Linked DNA regions of Macaca mulatta: region 2 is linked to region 1. The links are chromatin contacts, called in public Hi-C maps. All regions are on one chromosome and are shown on one strand. The core of a region is the stretch at or near the end of the contact, and the rest is flanking DNA. Distances in the headings are between cores, read along the strand shown.

Region 1 (3,291 bases), core at 592-3,091:
CTAGTACTGGACGCTGCTTCCTTTCCCTGCATCTGTCTTCCATTGTTCGCTCCTCCAGGGATTTTGGCTTTCACCTCTCTTCTCTCCCCTCTCAAAACCCATTCAGCCCCTCATCATGTCTAGGTGTTCAGTCTTGTTTTCCTTTTGAAACATCTGTCAGATTCACTCCTTCCTCTCTGTTCTCAATCGCTGTCATCCTGGTCTGGCCCTCATCCCTTCACGCCACATGACCTTAGCAGCGTCCTTACTGGTTTTCCTGACTTCAGTAACTTAATCCTTTGGGATCTTGAGGTTTACACGCATTTTTATTTAACTATCACAACAACCCATGAACTAGCTATTATTATTTATGTTTTATAGATGAGGAGCTGAACAATAGAGCCAAGGTTTAAACGGGGTTTGTGTTGCTCCAAGGACTGTGCCATCTCCAGACTGGTGACCTTGGGCAAGTCACTTACCCTCCCAGAGTCTCAGATTTCTCATTTATAAAATGGGCATGATGGCAGTAATTATCGCACTGTAAGAGCAACCGAGATAACACTTAACACCCTGCCTGACACACACACACTAAGTGCTCAATGATTTTCAGCAATCAAAGTCCACAATCCTCATCCACAAACTCCACAGCATATCTAGCATATGAGTTGGCTAAGGTTCTGGGCAAAATGTTTTCTAGAATAGTCCTTGAACCACAGTGAGAGGAAGTTGTCATACCTGGCCCCTTCTTTATTCCTTGTAGGTGCGCTCTCCTGGGAGGCACCATATGCTGTATGAAAAATTACTTTACATGGTTATTTGCAGAATGTACAGCAACATAAAGTACACCCCATCTGGTGGAAAGTGCACAGAATCTGCAGTTCTGCTCTGTCCAGGCTGTGTGACTACAGGAAGTCGTGAAGCCTCTCTGAACTTATTTTCTCATCTACAAAATGGGAGAAATGGATGGCGTAGGGGCTCACGTCCGTAATCCCACCACTTTGGGAGGCAGAGGCAGGAGGGTCTTGTGAGCTCAGGTGTTCGAGGCCAGCCTAGGCAATATACTGAGAGCTCTATCTCTACAAAAAATTTAAAAATCAGCCGGGCGTGGTGGCTCTCACCTGTAGTCCCAGCTACTCGGGAGGCTGAGGCGAGAGGACCGCTTGAGCCCAGGAGGTCGAGGGTGCAGTGAGCTGTGATTGTGCCACTGCACTCCAGCCTGGGTGACAGAGAGAGTCCCTGCCCCCCAAAAAGGGGAAGGAGGGGAATAATACCTTCCCCCAAAGAATACTGAGATGATGCATACACAACTTTTTAGCACACTCTCCAACACAAAGTAAGACCCTACTTGAAGGAGCTGTGTAGCATCATAATCAGATACTATGCTTCATTTTAAGTCGAGGACCAGATAGATTTATAAATTACATACTGTCAAAATCAAGTATTAAAAGTAGAGGAAAGGTAAGAGGATTTTGCAAAACAGGTACAACTACAGTTTATCCTGAAAAGCCGACTGCCTACCTCTGAGGGAACAAGCCGCTCTTCACCTTCAAGCCTGAGGAGAGGGCGGTAGAAAGCCACCCACCTCCTCCGCCCCGAGGGCTCCGCCTCCAGGGCGGAGGGACGCAGGCCCAGGCCCCGCCCACTGGGGGAGGGGCAGGCCCTGATCACGTGAGTGGGGTACGGAAGTCGTGCTTCAGGCGGCTTTCGTGATTGGCCGCAGCCGAGGGTCCTGGGGGTGGGGTCAGGCTCTCTGACTCGCCGGGGGGAGCCGGGACTGGAGGCTGCAGAGGGGGCCGGCTCTGGAGTCCGGGATTCGGCCAGTGGTGCTGAGCGAGTGCTGGACCAGCGGTGGTCCCGTGCACCTGGCCTGCGCGCGTGCCCGCTGCTTGGCGTCCCCCAGTCTAAGGCGCGGGCGGCTGCGGGAACAGGCCGGGTGGGCGGAAGGAGGCCGGGAGGCACGGGCGCTCTGTGCGCGGTGGAGGTGGAGGCGGCCGGGGCCGGGACGCCATGTCCATGGAGGACCCCTTCTTTGTGGTGAAAGGGTGAGTGTCGGCCGAGGGCTCCACTGGAGGAAGAGGTGGCGGTGCTGCCTGCCCGCACCTCCTCGGTCTTCTCGCAGTAGGGGGAGGGGAGGCAAGTTGGAGCTGGGGAGGGGTCACAGTGGAGACGGCTTAGTCTTGAGGGCCATGACCAAGCGTCCAGAGACGTCTCCTGCATCCCTACCTGGACGGTGAAGCCACTGTCCCCAGCCAAGCCCCTGGTGGTGGTGGGGCCTTTTTGGCCTGTGCGCTGCGGTACAACTTATTTGGGGGTCGAGGGGCTCAGCAGCTCTGCAGGTGAGAAGGAGACACGCAGGTCCTAGCTCACACTGGCCGTCTATTCGAGCATGGGACCTTGCTTCGAAGGAGCGAAAACAGCATCTGGGCAGGAAAAGGGAAATGGCCCTCCTGAGCTTTGTAGTTCGTGTTGACGGGGGTGAACTCCATTGTCCATTGAGTTTGGAGCGCTCGTCCGCAGGACTGGCGAGACCACAACAAGCCCAGAGGCGTCTGAGCACGTTTGCTGGGAGGGAGGCGGGGGCGGGGGCCGATCTGGGAGGCTGGGGAGCAGGGCACAGGAAGACAATTCAATGGGGGGAGTTTTTACTGAGTAATGTGAGGAGAGGAAAGCAGTCGTTCATACTCAGTGATGATTTGGAAGGAAAACAAAATGAAACAAGCCAAACCAAACTTTCCTCAGCTTTCTATTAGCAACCGGAATTTTCTCACAGTGCTAAAGGAAATGAGTGTTGCTTGTTAACTCCTTGATATCATCCAGGCTGTTTGACAGGTTTCTCCTATTTCTTCTGCCTTTCAGAATAGAACTGCCTTCTGTTCCCTTGTAAGCTGTCCTAACTCCATCTTGCTCGATTGTTTCTTTGGAGATAGAAACTTCAACTGCACTTTGTAATATCCACTTTGTAGCCATTAAACAAATGCAAGAAGATTAATTCTGATGTAACTTTTAGTTTCTTATTAGAAACGTGTCAGTTTTCTGTTTTAAATGTCAAACATGAAAAATCTGAAAACTGCAAAGTTCCCAAATCAGTACTGATCACAGAATGTCCCTTGCTTTTAACGAGTTGCTGCTAGCTTCCTATTTTTGTAGTGGTACAAGCTGGCTGTTGTATACTCAAGTATTGTAGAAAATTTAAATGGCATTTTAGGTGAAAGATTTTATCGATGATGCAGTAAAATACACTTATAATATTTCTTAACATTTCCCTGGAAAGGTCTTTTTCTTCACCTTACTCTAATTTAGATGGGAAAATGC
Region 2 (3,246 bases), core at 518-3,017, 65 kb before region 1:
GATATAAACGTTTCTTCATTGGGAGAGAAAGGTGGGGAGGGACAGAAGGAATCCAAGTCTGTGCTGCTGCCTAAATCCCTCTCGTCTTAGGAAATCCTGTGCGGAAACGCCACTCCTGGCCCTGAAGCGGGTCTAGCTTTCCGGTGAGGGGTGGGTGTAAAGTCCCTCCCTCCCCGGAGAACGAATGGGGAACTCCCCGGCCCAAACCTTTTAGCCGCTTCCTTCTCCACGCAGCCGGCAGAGGAAAGTCCCTGTCTGCCCCCAATCTCTTAAGCCCTGGGGAAGGAGTGGTGCATTCCAGAACAAAATAGTCTTAATGCCACAAGACAAACTTACATACACAGACATACACAAACACAAAAAGTTAAAGATCGTCCTCTTCCAATGAGCCTCAAGCTCCCAGGTCTCCAGAAAAGCCAGATGCGCCCGGGGGCAGTTTGCGATGCCCAGCGGCAACCAGTCTGCCCAACGCGCTCAGCGGCCGCGGTCTCTGGGCGTCCTCGCAGCCAGCAAGGGCCCGACCCTCACTTCGAGGACGCCCGCTGCTCAACCTCCTCCCCGCATGGGGGCCAAGGGCTCAGAAGGCCACGATGGCTGTGCTCCAGGGGTTCATGTCTCTCAGCACCGGCTTATCGCAGCAGATCTGCCCGGGCTCGGCGGCTTCCGGGCCGCTCTCCTCTCCCTCCTCTTCCTCCCTGCCGCCCCCGGGGCTTTTCCGTAGGAGTCCCGAGAAACTGGAACCGAAGATGCTGATGAGGTTAGCCACGTTCCCGGTCTCCATCTCCTCCGCGTCGTCGTCCTCTCCTCCACTCGGCGGCTGCTCTAAGTTCCGGCGGGGCTTCTTGAGCGGGGTCGAGCCGGGCGCCGGGCAGCCCGCTGGGCCGCCGCCCACCCCCGCCGCGCCGCGCTTCCTGGGGCACACTGCGGGCTGCGCGGGGGGCTCGTCCTCGGCTGGTCGCGGCGCGCAGCAGCAGGCAGTGCGGGGGGTCGCGGCCGGTGTACCCGGCGGGTCCTCCCCGCCTAGGGGGCAGCCGCAGGGGCGGCGCGCGGCAAGCGATCCCTCGGGGAAGACGCCCCAGCCTCCGGCGGGACCCTCGGCTTCTCCGGCCGCCGCCTGGCGCGGCCGCTCCACGCGGCTCCAGGCAGCTTCCGTCGCGTCCGCCTCTCCGCCCTGAAGAACGTCCCCGACTCCGGTCACCGTGGTCACTGGCACCTCGTCCCCTACCCGCGGCGCGTGTGAGACGGAAGGGCGCTCCGGTTGCGGCTCGGTCTCCGGCCAAGAGGCACGGGCGACGGGCGGGGGCGGCTCTCCCCAGCCGGCGGGTGGCCCGGCCGCCGGCTCCCCGGGCTGCTGCTGCGGTGGCGGCGCCGGGATCCCAGCGGGACCGGCCAGGTAGAGGCCGGGGCACGGGTCGCTCAGGTAGACCTGGCGGGCGCTGCGCAGCACCAGCGAGACCAGGAGGTTCTTATGCAGCTTGATGCCGCCGCGCTGGACCCGCGAGTTGTAGATCTTGCCCAGGGAGATGCTGACGATTCGGTGAGCCTCCAGCTTGAACTCCATCCTGCCTCCCCTGCACAGGGCCGTCGGCGCCGGGGTGTTACGTTCGGAAACTGGGAGGGAACGGGAGGCGCAAACAAGTCCGCCCCGTGGGCACACCCTTGATCACCTAAGACTCCGAAGAGAAATGACTCCGGTGACGCGCGCTCACTGCCCCGCAGACCTCTCTACACCAGACAACTACCCCGTTTCGGGTCCGGTAGCTAAACAGGGCAGCCCGGCCGCCCCGCGCCTTATATAGACTCCTCGACCGCCAATCACGAAGGGCCGCCAACCGTTCCGCGGCTGGCCGGCGCGCCCTCGTGCGCCGCGCACGGCCAATCGGAGCCCGAGGAGGGGCGCCAAGGCCCGTTCGAACGTTAGTCCCGCGGAGCAAGCTCTTAAAGGGGGCGACGGATTGCGGGCGCAGACCAGGCCGATGGGGAGTGAGTGTTGGGGACCGTGTTGGGGACCGTGCTCGAGGGCGCTACTGTTTGGAGTTACAGATTCTGGCTTGTGCGATGGCTTGCCGGAACCAAAGCGAACAAAATATTCGAACTTTCTTCCGAGCACGGTGTTGGACTCTGTTCTGCCATAAAGTCCTGATCTTTTCCTGATCAACTCCGCCCTAACCGGCCACGCCACCATTTCCAGGCCCGCCACACCTGTAAGCGATTCCCCTCAACCCTGGCAAAAATAGAGATGGTGGCTATACGCGGCGGAGGACACCCCTGGATAACAAATAGTATTACTGCAAAGTATTTGGCTGTCATTATTTTTGGATGAGCCGCTTTCCCCGCTAGAGTCACATACACTCTTAGCAGCTGTCAGTTCTAACACCAAAGAAAAAGGGGATTCTAAAAGTTTTTGGCTAGGTTCTTGGCTTCTTATCAAGGAATTGTGTCTAGATACAAAGTTACTGGTTGCCCTCTAAAGCCGGCATCTTTCACTTTGTTCTCTAGATTCTGGAACAAAGCCAGTTATCAAATAGGTTAAATGGAAGATGTTACAGGTTCTCCACAATGATTTTTTTCCCATTTCCATTTTTCCATTACAAGGACTGATCAGTCAACCCTTGGAAAAATCGAGCAAGGTCTGAAAATAAAAAGAAAGAAGTCCTGTGTTCCCATGATGATGTCATAATTTCATTTTGTGTCAAGGTAAAAATATAGCGCTAGGGAGTTCCAGAATTTTCTGGTCAGTCAACAATGTAGTCCATCTACTGGTCCTTATATCAGGGCACAATTACCACAGGGTTGCCCAGGGTCCTGGACTGGAAACATGGAGTCACTTCCAGTTAGTTCCACCGAAGCTCCACCACAGACCTGCCTGAGGACTCTGGGTAAATAACCTCAGACCGCTTCAGTGTCTCCACCGCTGAAAAGGGGAAGTCACATACACATCTGCTTTATTGTACAGACGATAAATGACAACTTCTCAGCCACAAACTGAATGAGAAAACTAAGCACTGCTTTCTTGGAGTCCATGTGGAACCCTGGGCCTGATCCTGCCCCAGGGATTGGCCAAGCAATGAATTTATTTAGGAAAAATACCAGTGAAGGGTGGGCTTGATCATGACCAATTGACAATCTCCAGAAGATGTGATGGCTCAGTAGCATTACCTGTGCCCACAACTGATGGTAACTGAGACTGCAGGCTCTGAGACCCAGTTCCTCCCCCCTCTAGGAATTTTCAGCCCATGCAGAGAA

Evidence for each region. A called contact is a pair of places that touch in the nucleus more often than the background predicts.
Region 2: a Hi-C map of fetal cortex germinal zone shows a contact between it and region 1, with 3 times the contacts expected there. The contact joins the promoter of IER5 here to the promoter of STX6 in region 1. A contact is called at or near these places in 5 of 14 Hi-C or Micro-C datasets (CD4 T cells, blood, cortical neurons and 2 more).

What each region holds. Positions count from the first base shown.
Region 1 is chr1:38,432,977-38,436,267 of T2T-MMU8v2.0, reverse strand. STX6 (syntaxin 6) reads left to right here and starts at 1,841. Exons shown (of 8, transcript NM_001261300.1): 1 at 1,841-2,021. The coding sequence starts at 1,987. MR1 (major histocompatibility complex, class I-related) reads right to left here and starts at 1,547. Exons shown (of 6, transcript XM_078001069.1): 1 at 1,498-1,547.
Region 2 is chr1:38,498,196-38,501,441 of T2T-MMU8v2.0, reverse strand. It overlaps IER5 (immediate early response 5), which reads right to left and starts at 1,767. Exons shown (of 1, transcript XM_002802002.4): 1 at 1-1,767. The coding sequence starts at 1,561. The coding sequence ends at 578.